Linked DNA regions of Hordeum vulgare: region 1 is linked to region 2. Evidence: chromatin contacts called from public Hi-C data. All regions are on one chromosome and are shown on one strand. Each heading gives the region's core, a stretch centred on a gene start, on an enhancer-like site or on the middle of the called end of the contact. The rest is flanking DNA. Distances are from core to core; before and after follow the strand shown.

What was found. A called contact is a pair of places that touch in the nucleus more often than the background predicts.
Region 1: a Hi-C map of seedling shows a contact between it and region 2, with 3 times the contacts expected there. The contact joins the promoter of LOC123409774 here to the enhancer-like site in region 2. A contact is called at or near these places in 1 of 6 Hi-C or Micro-C datasets (seedling) and 1 of 1 datasets of contacts at active chromatin or transcription factors (embryo).

Annotation. Positions count from the first base shown.
Region 1 is chr7H:183,006,970-183,013,007 of MorexV3_pseudomolecules_assembly, reverse strand. LOC123409774 (squamosa promoter-binding-like protein 15) reads right to left here and starts at 2,980. Exons shown (of 11, transcript XM_045102643.1): 1 at 2,717-2,980; 2 at 1,857-2,617; 3 at 1,269-1,462; 4 at 327-1,180; 5 at 140-214; 6 at 1-41. The coding sequence starts at 2,566. It overlaps LOC123409775, which reads right to left. Exons shown (of 2, transcript XM_045102645.1): 2 at 3,021-3,510. The coding sequence starts at 3,500. The coding sequence ends at 3,021.
Region 2 is chr7H:182,877,834-182,884,531 of MorexV3_pseudomolecules_assembly, reverse strand. No RefSeq gene overlaps it. Among protein-coding and RNA genes, the nearest start is that of LOC123409775, 120 kb to the left of the region's middle. Within about 2 kb of position 4,936, at least 3 of the 3 cell types and tissues checked have open chromatin away from gene starts, as enhancers often do. A contact at or near this core is called in seedling, where this site is marked.

The sequences.
Region 1 (6,038 bases), core at 1,731-4,230, 130 kb before region 2:
CCCTCCATTTCAGTGGGGCTGTGTTTCAGCCAATTTACAACCTGAGCAAGGAAGGAGAAACATTTATATTATATGGTGAATGAAATACGCTGGAAGAGTGCCTTCCAGTTACCATGTTGGCACAGTTTCGTGGTCATACCTCGTCACGAAGGTTCCCAGGGATTGAGCCAGGTTCCTTGCCAAAGAGCTTGAATATAATCTTTCCAGTACGGTCCTATGAAATAGAAAATCATGTGCGGATCAGATTGAAAGCGTGGCTAAAATAATAAATGACACCTTGGCTTGTGACATAATCAACTGAAATGGCAAGCTTTGATATAAATTACCTGTCCATCTGAATTTGATGTTGACGGAGAATGGTCTGAACCAGATGTTGAGGCATAACATGACTGATATGTGGGGTTTGGTGGTGACCCATTTTCCGTTGGCCGTTCTGAATCCTTGAAAAGCTCAAGCTGTGGTGCACACCATGCCCGAGTGGTACTGATCTCAGCTGTTGCAGCGTCTTCTCCATAGTCAGCAATACGAGGATGTCTGATGCCTTCATTTACTGAGCGGGTGGGGAAAAATGTGCGCGTTACAGGTGGAGAGGATGAAGGAGATCTCTCGTCCATAGGATTACTGCTCTCCGAAGACAAGTACTTATTTGCAGTGTCCATTTTAACAGGAATGTCCACCTCGGCATTACCAAACAACTGCAGTGACAAGTATGGATGGGTATCTCGGTCTGGCTGCTTATATATTTCAGGTGGACTTCCATGGGTGCTATTGCTCCTTATCACACCAGCTGCCGGAAAAGGTCGAATTGATTTCTCATGGGAATTTACAACACAAGCTGGCTCTGTTGAATGACTCTTGCTCTTGTTATTACCACTGCTATCACTGCTCCCTTGGGACTGAGATGTATTGGTTTCAGGGGTTGATGTCCCAAGAGCACCGGATAGAACTGTTAACAAATCCATGGTTGATGGCACAGTCTGCTTGTCGACCACCTTTGTTGCATTTTGAACAGGGGAATCTTGTTGTTGCCCATGGGAGGCATTCAAATCAATGGCTTCTGATGGAGGAGACTTCCCCAGGGAGTTTGCATTATTGATAGAGTTTATTTTGCTTATGATTTGGACCAGATTATCTTTATCCGGTATCGGAGGGATGCTGGGTAGTTTACCAACATTACCACCTGTCGATGCAGAGACAGGAAAAATAGTACTCAGGTTAAAATCAACAAGTAGTGAAAGAGTGTACCAAGTTCAGTAGGAGTCAAGTACCTTGCAAGCGTGCAATAACAGTGATCAGATTGACAATATCCTGTGTCCTATTTGCTGTGTTTTCTTGGTTTTCAGGAAGCAGCAACTGTGAAGCAACATCTGTTGGCTGGGTTTTCCTCCGTCGTCGGTTGTGTCCGGCAAGCCTTCGCCTGCAACTCCTCTTACCCTCATCGAACTCCGAGAGTGGATGAAATCTAAATGATTGACCATAAGAATGGACTTTTAGTAACTACTCCCTCCGTTCCTAAATACTCTATTAAGTGTTTTTTTTTTAGGGATTTCACTACAGACTACATACGGATGCATATAGACATACTTTAGAGTGTAGATTCACTCATTTTGCTCCGTATGGAGTCTTTAGTGAAATCTCTAAAATGACTTGTATTTTGGAACGGACGTGGTAAATGATACAGTATGAAACTAGATAAACACTGCCATCATTGGATAGAGAAACCATTTCTATGGCCCAATACACAAACTAAGAAACCATTCAAATCATGAGGAGACATAAATCCCTAAAGGTGGCATCATAACAAAGAATCATGCCACTGAAATTTTTGAGGAGGTGTTTGCAGGCACGATCATTACCTACTACACTGCTGGCAGAAGCGCTGCATCTGGTTGGCAACTACCGCCTTGGTTGTCTTGCTGTGGATCTCACACACCTTGTGCCTCCGGTGATAATCCTTGGCGCTGGTGAGATCCGCGCGGCAGTCATCCACCTGGCACATGGGATAGCTCCCGCCTCCGCTTGCGCTCCCTCCGGCACCGCCGCCGCCACCTCCTCCAGAAGCAGTTCCGGGCGATCCAGACCGAACCCTCTTGCTAGGCCTAGCAGCCTGCTCCTGCGACGTCCGTGCAGGCGGAGAAGGCGAAGAAGACATGGTAGTTGTCGGGCTCACATCCATCGCCATCGATGCCTCCTCCCGCAGGTTCAGCTGAAGGCTCAGGTCACCGGCACCTCCGCGCCCCTGCCGCTGCGCCTCGGCAGCCGTCGCCGGCGGCGGCGGCGGCGGCGGCTGCTGGTGGTGGTGTTGGTGGTGGTTCAGGCCGCCGCCGAGGCGGAGCGCGTCGGAGGACGGCCTGGCGGTGAAGGCGCGGCTGTCCCAGTCCCACATGCTGGGGTTCCAGTTCCCTCCGGCGGCGGCGCCGGCCCCCATCGCGGCGTTCTCCGGCGGGTCCGCGGCGGGCCACGGGGTCCCGCGCTTCCTGGCCGCCGCCGCCGCATGGGGAGGCAGCGGCTGGATCTGGTGCAGGTACAGCGGGGAGGCCACCTGCGGCCCCACCTCCCTCTGCATCACCCGCGGTCCTGCGCTTCCTAGCACACCCGGCTGGCTGTCCCTTCGGATCTGCGCCAGCCCAGCACCGCGGCACGGATCAAAACCGACGATCGCCGACGAGCGGGAGCGGGGGATTCGATCGGAGCAGTTGGTTTGTTAGTCAGTTACCTTTGCGCGCACGGAAGCTCGGCGAAGTCCCGGAAGAAAACCGCCTCACCTCATCTCGCCCCCGCGGGGAGAAAACGGACGCGGGGCGTGGGCAGCAGCCCGGAGAAATGGCGGAAACGGCGGGCGGGACGCGAGAGCGCGGCGCTGGCGAGAGGCGTGAGGGGTGAGGGAGGGGGTCGGGGGAGACGAAGACCGAGTGTGGGTGGGAGGGGGGAGGAATCGGGGCGAGGCGAAGAGACGGGACGGGTGGGAGGGAGGGCGAGCGCAGCTGCGCACGGGGTTCGGGTTGGGATTAGCTGCTCAACTAGCGTAGCGTGTAGCGGGCGAGGGAGGGTTCGCGTGGCGTGGCGTGGCGTGGCGTGGCAATGGGCGCGTAATTGGGGAGGCGGGGCAGGGGCGAGAGGGAAAGAACGCGCGGGGGTGGGTGGTGGCGCCCCGCCGTCCCACGCCGCGGGCCGTACGGGCGGGTCTGGCTGGCTGGGGGCGAGCGAGGCCGCATCGCGGGAGTTGGCGATAGGCACGGGTGCAGTGGCGCTGGTAGTACGACTGATGCTGCTGGCCCTCTGCTCTCGGGGGCGGGGCCTGTCAAACCGCACCACCACTCGTACTCGTACCGCGGCGTCCGTGCCGCGGTGCGGGTGCGTCCCCCCTTGCCCCCTGCCCGCTCCTCTCGGGTCGCTTTGCCTGCTGGTGCCGGTACGTCGCAGTGGCTGGCTGCCTGGCCTGCCTCGTATCCTCTGCGCGAACGGGCCTCCCCGGACGGTACTACGTCCTGCTTCATCATTGTACTTGGCCTGACACGTGTAGTACGAGTACGCAAATATATATTTTTATAAATACCAAAAAATGTAGCTGTACTATTTAGTTGGAACAAGAACACCCTATGCAGGAAGTCATTCAACTTTACTTTATTTTATTTAAAAAATAGTATGACTTTTGAACCGAGCCTTACAACAACTATCCGTTTTTACGGTTGTGTTTCTTACGACGAGCTCTTCAAAACTAGATCACATATGGATAAATTTTAATATTTTTTTAAACAACTATGGGATGATATTTAGGCAACTTTAGTGCTAAAGAAAAGCAACTTCTTATTAGTGTGCGTAGTATGATCGCTTATCAACGAAAAATCCTTCAAAATTATATATCATGACTAGAAGGTTAAAAAATAACTTCACCCTTTAGCAACCACATGGCAAATGTGGTCAGCTATCAAATTGAAATGGTTAAATTATGCGTTGGATATGCATTCTCGGCTCCGCATGCGTTGGATGTCCATTAATTTTTGTATGAAAAAATTCAACTATAACTATCAAACCGCGTGTCGAAATTATGATATACTTTCATCATTGGGTTCCTCGCGACGAACTCTTTAAAAATAGATCCCATATGAATATGTTTTGAAGAATTTTTTCAGAAGCAACTTCGATGCTATATGAGGCAACTTTAGTATTAAACAGAAGCAACTTTGATGCTAGATGAATTGCATCGTGTGTATACACATGAGTTGCTTGTTGAAATGCACTCGAGTTGCGCAAAAAACACGCTAAAAGTTGCTAACTTTTTTGTGATACTAGTGTGCAATTATGGCAACTATTCACAAATAGCACGCAAGTGAGCATTAATGGCAGGCAACTGAACATCAGTCGTAGGCAATTGACCATCAATAATAGGCAACTGAGCATCAAAATTGAGCAATTTCATAGTATTTATAGGCAACTGAGCATCAAAATTAAGCAATCTCATAGTATTTTGTAGGTAACTAAGCATCAAAATTGAGCAATTTCACAGTTTTTGTAGGCACTAAACATCAATCATAGACAACTGGTCATCATTGTTTTATTATGTAAAGCTTTTAGAGATGAATCTAGTCAATTGTTACTCGTGGTAACCAACTTAGGGCATCTCCAATGGTTGTATGATCATCGTTGGTAAAATTGCCACATAGATGATTTTGATGACATGACGCATAATAAAAGAAGAGAGAGAATGAAATCGTATGAACTTGAAGCAACGGTTCACGCACAAGCTTCGAAGCAAGCATGGTTATTTCTTCAATGTTTAGTGGACCCGCTTAGTTATTTTACATACGATTAACATACACTCCATTGAAGAGCTTGTATGTTGTGTTGTTGGTTGTTGATGTGGACACTTATACCAACGATTGAACATACGGACTGTTGAAGATGCTCTGAGAAGAATTCTTCGCTGATAGATAGTCATACCAAGGGGGGAAAGGAGTTGCTTGCCTATAGCACTAAAATTGCCTCATCTAGCACATAAAATTGCTCAAAAAAGTTCGTCGAAACATATCCATGTGGGATATAGTTTTGAAGAGCTCGTTGTATGATACACAAACAAGAAAACGGATAGTCATTTTGACGCTCGGTTCAAAAATTATGATTTTTTGAATTTTTTGAAACGTTAATAAATGCACGTGGTTGGTTGTTCTCAGGTGCGCCCGCTACCGCTAGCGGACGCTCGTGCACTCGGTAGCCACGTACATATCTTTTTTTAGGGAGTACTCAAAAATCTATGAGGAAAATGATGGCCCTGTTTGGATCCATGGCTTAGAGTTAGAGTTGGTTAGATTGGACCAAACTAACCTTAAAATATCCAAACAGGAGGGTTAGAGTTGGTTAGATGCATCTAACCCATCCAAGAGGTGCTTATTTGGGTTAGAGTTAGGTGGAGCCCAGAAAAAGTTACTTTTCCCTCTACCTCCACCACACCAAATCCTAGTTAAAGGAGCCAAATGATTGAAAAAATGCTTTTATTGACAATCTAACCCTATCATCCTCTTTGGTTAGAGTTAGTTCAAAGTTACTCCAGGGTTAGAATCTAACTCTAATTAACCTTCAACCGAGTTAGAGTATCCAAAAACGGCCGATGTTTTACGTTGGATACAAATGGACTTTTGAATTCAAGCCTCGCGTCCTTCGCGAGGTGCCAAGGAAAAAAAACTAATAATAACATGCTTGCTAAATGTTATAGAAAAGAAGAAGAAAACGTGTGGACATGCATTGACGTTTGCTATGAAGCTTCAAGGAATTTTGCAAGAATTCAAAAAGATAGCCTTGGCTGAGTGGTTGGGCATGCGGTTGTGCAGCCCAACTATCCGAGTTCAATTCCTAGAATTGACAGGTAATGCACACGGAGTTTTCTCTGAATTATTAAGGATCAAGTTTGACGTGTGGTGAAACCACTCATCAAAAAAATCTTGATACTCATTTAAAAAATTATGAGGACCATGTTTATCTTGATATTAATACTAAAATGGTTGTGTGCATCCCTAGTTGGTGCAGAGGTCGGGAAGTGAAAA
Region 2 (6,698 bases), core at 3,687-6,186:
TTGTGATCTAGAGAAAATAAATCAGATTTGCTTTGCTTAGATTTTTTTCATTGAGTTCTACCTATCCTTGTAATCGAGTATGAGAGTTATATAGTAAAGATTAGTTGAGTTTGTGTGCTTTACTTGTGTGCACCCATCATCATAGCATGGCAATAAAAGAAATAAAAATATCATATGCTTATCTCATGAGGAGTAATTACTTCACATAGAAAAGGGTATAAGTGATAGAAGTTTCGAGAATAAACAAACATAGTATTAGTCGTTGTTACAATCTAAGCAAGATTATGATAGTGGAGAGGAGATTCTTAGATAAATACATTATCTTGGACATCTTTCATGATTGTGAGCCCTCACTAAATATTATATAATGGTCAAGTGTTGATGTAGGACATGGAAGACAATGTAATGATCATGGTAATTTGTATCCACATAGAAGTTATGTGGTCATTGATCCTTTAACACATGGTGCTTGCTCTAGATCCTTTTCTAGAACAAAACCTCGCACTAAGTAGATACTACTTATGCGTCCATAACCCTGAAACCCAACTTCTTGCCATGAGAGTGCACCATAAATACATATGGATTGAATAAGATCCTTCAAGTAAGTTTTCATCGATGCATCACGCAATAAAAAATGCTCTTAAATATGTATTATCTTTTATTCCAAGGGAAAATTAAGGTTTGTACGATAATATGAAGTCCTCAAGCCATGTGAAGATGAGATTGAAATCTGTCAAAAAATGAAGAACTCCGGAGTTATTGCGTTTGATTATATCAAACGTCTAAAAACTTGGTAGATCCCTTCAAAGAGGTTTTATCACGTAATGTGATAGAAAATGCATCAATGGAGATGGGTTTGAGACCCACCGTGTGAGCTGTCTATAGTGGTAACCTGATACGTCCATTTTGCATCATGATTCCTTATTGATTATTTGTGTTATTTTTGTCCATTATTCCCTATTATCATACAATTTTTATGCCCTTTCTCTTTGATTATGTAAGGTACATCACAAAGAGGGAAATATCTGGAAACTCGAATTCTGGACCGGGAAACTCAGAAAAAGGCAGAAAAATCACCAGTCTCCAAATGACCTGAAACTTCACGGAGATTGTTTATGGAAATATTTAAGAATTATTGGGCCAAAACTATACCATAGGGGGGCCACCTGCTGGCCATAAGCCAACAGGGCGCGGCTACCCCCTGGATGCATCCTGATGGATTGTGGGACCCCTGCAGGCCCTCTGGCACCCCTCTTGTCCTATATGGTGTGTTTTGACCTAGAAAATTCATAAGCAACCTTTCGGGATGAAGCGCCGCCGTCTCGAGGCGGAAACCTGGGCAGAGGCCCTTTTGCTCTCCAACAGAGAGATTCTGCCACGAGAATTCACCTCCAGGAGGGGAAATCAAAGCGATCGTCATCACCAATGCTTCCTCCTTCATGGGAGGACCAATCTTCATCAACATCTTCATGAGCACCATCTCATCTCCAACCCTAGTTTATCTGTTGTATTCAATCTTTGTCACAAAATCTCAGATTGGTACCTGTGAGTTACTAGTTGTGTTGATTACATCTTGTAGTTGATGCTTTTTAGATTACTTGGTGGAAAATATTATGTTTAGATCCTTAATCATTATTATTATACCTTTGATCTTGAACATGTTGATGATGTGTGAGTAGTTACTATTGTTCCTAAGGACATGGGAGAAGTCTTATTATAAGTAATCGTGTAAAGTTGGCATTTGCTCGATATTTTGGTGATATGTATGTTGTTATTTCTCTTAGTGGTGTCATGTGAACATCGACTACATGACACTTGACCATGTTATGGGCCTAAGTGAAGTCATTGTGGAGTAACAAGTAGATGATGGGTTGCGAGAACGGCACAAGCTTAAACTCCATTTTATGCGTTGCTTCATGAGGGGCTGATTTGGATCCACATGTTTAATGATATGGTTAGATTTATCTTAATTGTTCTTTCGCAGTTGCGGATGCTTACGAGAGATGGTAATCGTAAGTTGGTTGTTTGTTCAAGTAAGAATAGTGCCTTAGGACCGGTTCACCCACATATCAAATTATCAAAGTAGCGAACGCGAATCAACTCAACATGATGAATATGACTCGATAGAAATTCCCATTTGTCCCGACGAGCGTTTGCTTAATATAAGAGTACTTTGAGGTTTGTCCGTTGCTACAAAAAGGATTGGGCTACCTTGTTGCATGTTTTCTATTGTTGTTACTTCTCACTTGTTATGAATTATCTTGCTACAAAATTATCTATCACTATTACTTACAACACTTACAGAGAATACCATGTTGAAATGCGCTTGTGATTTCCTTCTGCTCCTTGTTGGGTTCGACACTCTTACTTATTGAAAGGACTATGATTGATCCCCTATACTTGTGGGTCATCATAGCCCACTCTATGTGATCGGAGATCCCGTGAAGTAGAAGTGGGAGACAAGCTGTTGGGCAGCTAGAAGGAGAGTATCCATATATTTGTTATCCCACTCCGTGAAGATGCAATACTCTTATAATCTGCATGACAGGTCGACACTTTTTTAATGTGTTCCAAGTGGCTTATTTGGGCAAGCACATATGTTGTCCCGCACAACATCTCCCGAGGAACACACCTATATGAATTTGAGTGTTGATCATCGCAGTCTATGAGAATAGGGTGTTCTCTAATAAATTCATGAAAGGCCATGGAGTATGACGGATACGCTCCACCCGCGGGGAAGCCTCACGACAGCCGAGTATCGGTCAAGGATTTTTGTGAAACTAGTCTCATAGAAAAGCTTGTAGTTCAAAGCATAGTCCACTATTCAAGTTGTGATCTAGTGTAGCATAAAATTTTAAATGGAAGTTTAACTTAACACTCTCCATCAAGAACCGATATATAAACAATGTTTTAAAACTAAGAGACGAGATGTGCCAATGAGACTTTGTGGTGGATTGTTGGATTTTTGCTAGTAGGGCTTTGACCCAAAGCCCAACTAAAATCTGAAATTCTCATGACGCATGTGACTTGGCTGTGTTTGTGGTGTGAGTGGGACTAATGTTTAGTCTCATAGCGCTGGTTGCGAGAGTTACACCATCTTATAAGGTGGTCTCTTCTAGCACGTGTAAGAGAATGAGAAGAGAAGAGACCCTCGCACACTTCTCCTCCTCGCTCGCCTCCTTATCGCTCACCTCGCCATGCCGCGCCTCGTCACGATGCGCCGCGGGTTGCGGGATTGAGCCGAGCCGAGCTCATACCTACGCGCTTATTTTTTCCGGTCGCGAACAGCGAGTCCGTAACACACATGTCATGATCTGAGACGTCGGATCGTGGGTTGTAACCGACTCGAACGTGGGTCCAGTCCACGTCTCTCCACCCTAACGTGCATATATATACGCGAGGTCCCTGCCAACCCTTGCTGTCGTCACAACATATGATTTTGCACCGTTTGAGATTATTGCGCCGCCATGAGTCTTCTCCATCCCTCCTTACGGCGTGCACCGTGTGAAGGGACAACACGCCTTCGGAACCCCGCCTCTCGTGATCCTGTACGGGAGAGGGGCGATCGGGTTTTTGGGGAGCTCACTCGCGCGACTGCTCGCAGCGACGACTTCTTTTCTCGATCTGGGCAACCTCTTCCTCAACGACATGGGCGACAACATTAACATTGACGGTTTGACTTCATTTGCACCGTATGCAATTTTGTCCCCTGAGCTTGAGTTCGTCCTAGAATTCTTGTTTCTAGTGTGTGCTATAGACTTCATGCGTTCGTCTACTATGCTTGTCTTCATGATTAGTCTAATCTATATGTCTATTGTCTTTATTTATTTAATGCTTGTTTGTATTAAATCTGATAATAATTTATTCATATATTCAACATACATTAGACAAACCTCATGTGCAGAGTAAATAGAACGGAGAAACTATATACGAAATCTGTACCGAGAATGTTCAAGCGAACGATATGTTCAACAAAATAGTGTGACTGGGTTTGGGTCGGAGCTCGCAAGGGCAGGACCGGGCGAGGGGCAGAAGTGGGGGTAGGGTGCGACCGTGCGAGGACGACCGCGGGTCCCGCCTGCGGGTGCCTGCTCCTCGCCTCAATTATTTGTTCTTTCGGATTCCTTTCCCCGCCCGGCTTCCCGATGGCGGCACCACCACCGCCACCCCGCCGGTACTCGTGTCGTGTACCACCCCACCCTTCCCTTCCTTTTCTTTTCTCGTGTGCGCGCGCGCGAGACTCCTCCCCTTCCTTCCCGCGTTCGCCTAACGCCTTTCTCTTTTCCGCCTCCGCACGCGCCGTGTCGCCGCACGGCCGCGCGCTCGTACGCTTGCCCCGGCCGGACGGCACGCGTGTCCCCGCGACTATGGCCCTGGCTAACTAGCGTCCTTCCTTCCGTCCGTCCTTGCTCGTGATAAGATATGTGACGGGGCCGTGACCACCTCTTCTGCTCCGTTTCCCTTTCTCGCGTACACGAAATCTGCGTATTCTCCTGCACGATGATCTTACCACATGCAGACGGTCAGAGAATGTGTCGTGTGAGCCATGCACGTACCACTACCGTCGAGGGACGGCATAGCTCTGCTCGACGGTGGAACGCCGGTCCATGTGACGAGTCGTCGACTGCCGATGCACGCTCGCTCGCCTAGAAAATTCGTGTGAATATATAAGTACGCCTACGACAGTTCACTCGCCTTTCTTTTTCAGGGCAAGGACGGGCTCCTTTTGTAAATTGTAGGTGGATGGCATCTTGCTCGGGATGTGATGGATTTTGATCGCGACGGGGTGGACAAGTTTTCTAAGCTCGGACAGTCAGACGTGCTCGAAAAGGACTTGCTACTAATTTGATTTGATTTCAAGACTAGAGAGGAGGGTTTCTTACTGTGTGCATTGTTGTGGTGCGTGTAGCCTTTTCCTTTCCCTAGAACGAGACGAGGAGAAGAGACTACTAGTAGTACTGCCTCACGTACTGGTGCTACGACAGGGTTACTATCATTTTGGTATTATTATACAGCAATCATGGAAGCTCTCGGAGACCGAGAATTAGAAAAGTACGAGATCGGACGTGGTCCGTACCTGTATAATTTTTTATATCACGCATGTTTCCTACGGTACGGTTCCATGTGCCCAGGTTCTAAAGTATATCGTTTGCAGCATTCATGCCATTTAAGTTAATCACATCGCTTCTTTGCAAAAATAAAAATCAAAATCAAATGCGGAGTAATATACCAGATTAAAAATAGCAAACCCTCGCATTTTTTTTATAACAAAGTAATAATGCAAGATCACCCACACGTAGCACAAGCCAACCCCGATCTTCCCGCCATCCTGACTCACCAGCCATGGCGACTACTATATTCTTCTCTTCTTTTTTAGTGAGATTTTATTTAAGTAGTGCAGATTGTTACCCTATATTACAAAAATGTTCACCATAATTTTTAAATGTCCATTGTGTATTTTAAAAATGTTCAGCTTATATCACAAAAAGTTCAATATGTATTTAAATTCTTTCTTGAGCATATATCATAAAAACGTTTTATTTGTATTTAAATATTTTGTTAGGCGTATATCACAATATCTATTTACATATTGTTCATCTTATATCACAAACACTCGAGCGAAGTTGGATTGGCAAATTAGCCTCCGCCCTAATCTCATGGAAGTTGGGTACTTGTGATTAGGCGCGATGCCGCTGTCCCATGCCCTTGGCTCCCTCCCGCCTATGCTCTCCCTGCACGGCGAGCCCATCTGATTCAGGCTCCTCTTTAAAAAGTCTTACTATTTTTTTTAATCCTAACAAAAAAGTCCCTAGTCCCTATTGTTTTTTTCCAGGGACTAAACTAGGACTACAGGTTATTAAATGACATGCAAAAAGACCATGTTACCTCTAGTAATGTATTAGAAGTTATTAAATTACATGCTAAAAGTAGGGGCTTTGTTGGAAAAAGTGTCAAAGAAGTACCAAAAAGGCCCTTGCATAGGGACTTCTTTCTTTAGTCCCAAGTACCGCCTTTTAGTCTCTAAAAGTCCGTCCTGTTTCTTTCACATGGGACTAAAAGAGACTTTTTTTAGTCCCTACAACAAAGAGTCTGTGTAAAGAAACATCCCCTCATACGGCAGCGATGCAACCTAATTCACTACTCCAGCAAACGAATTGGTCAAGGTTAACACATCACAATTTTCTAATCTCTTTCAATTCTCATCTGGTGTCGGTGTCAAAATTATAAATCATACTGTATTTTGCTTGTTTTGTTGTGTGATGCAAGATGTTATGAATAGTTCATGTCTTCTATGTGTCCTATAAATTATCATGATGCAAATTATCGTAGACGAGTTCCTATCTGCAGTTTGTTATGCCAAAAAATTTACATGTTCAACTTGTATAATATAACTAATTATAAGATTGCAATTGAGCAGTTATTAATAGGAAAAGCATCGCAAAACACCATCGAGGTTAATTTGTTTGTTTTTTGCTTCAAGTTTGCAACCTACTAAAATTGTTAACGACAGTGATGTACAACTTCTCAACCTTATTTAATTTGATTGTTTTTACACCGTAGTTTTTATTAAGTTGGCTTGACTCCCCTATACCCAAATCATGGCTCCGCCCATGATGAGATCAACGGTCCAAATCTATTATATCTATTATATACTCTTACCTCTCATATAAAAAGAAGTAGTAAAAGAAAGCATGTTA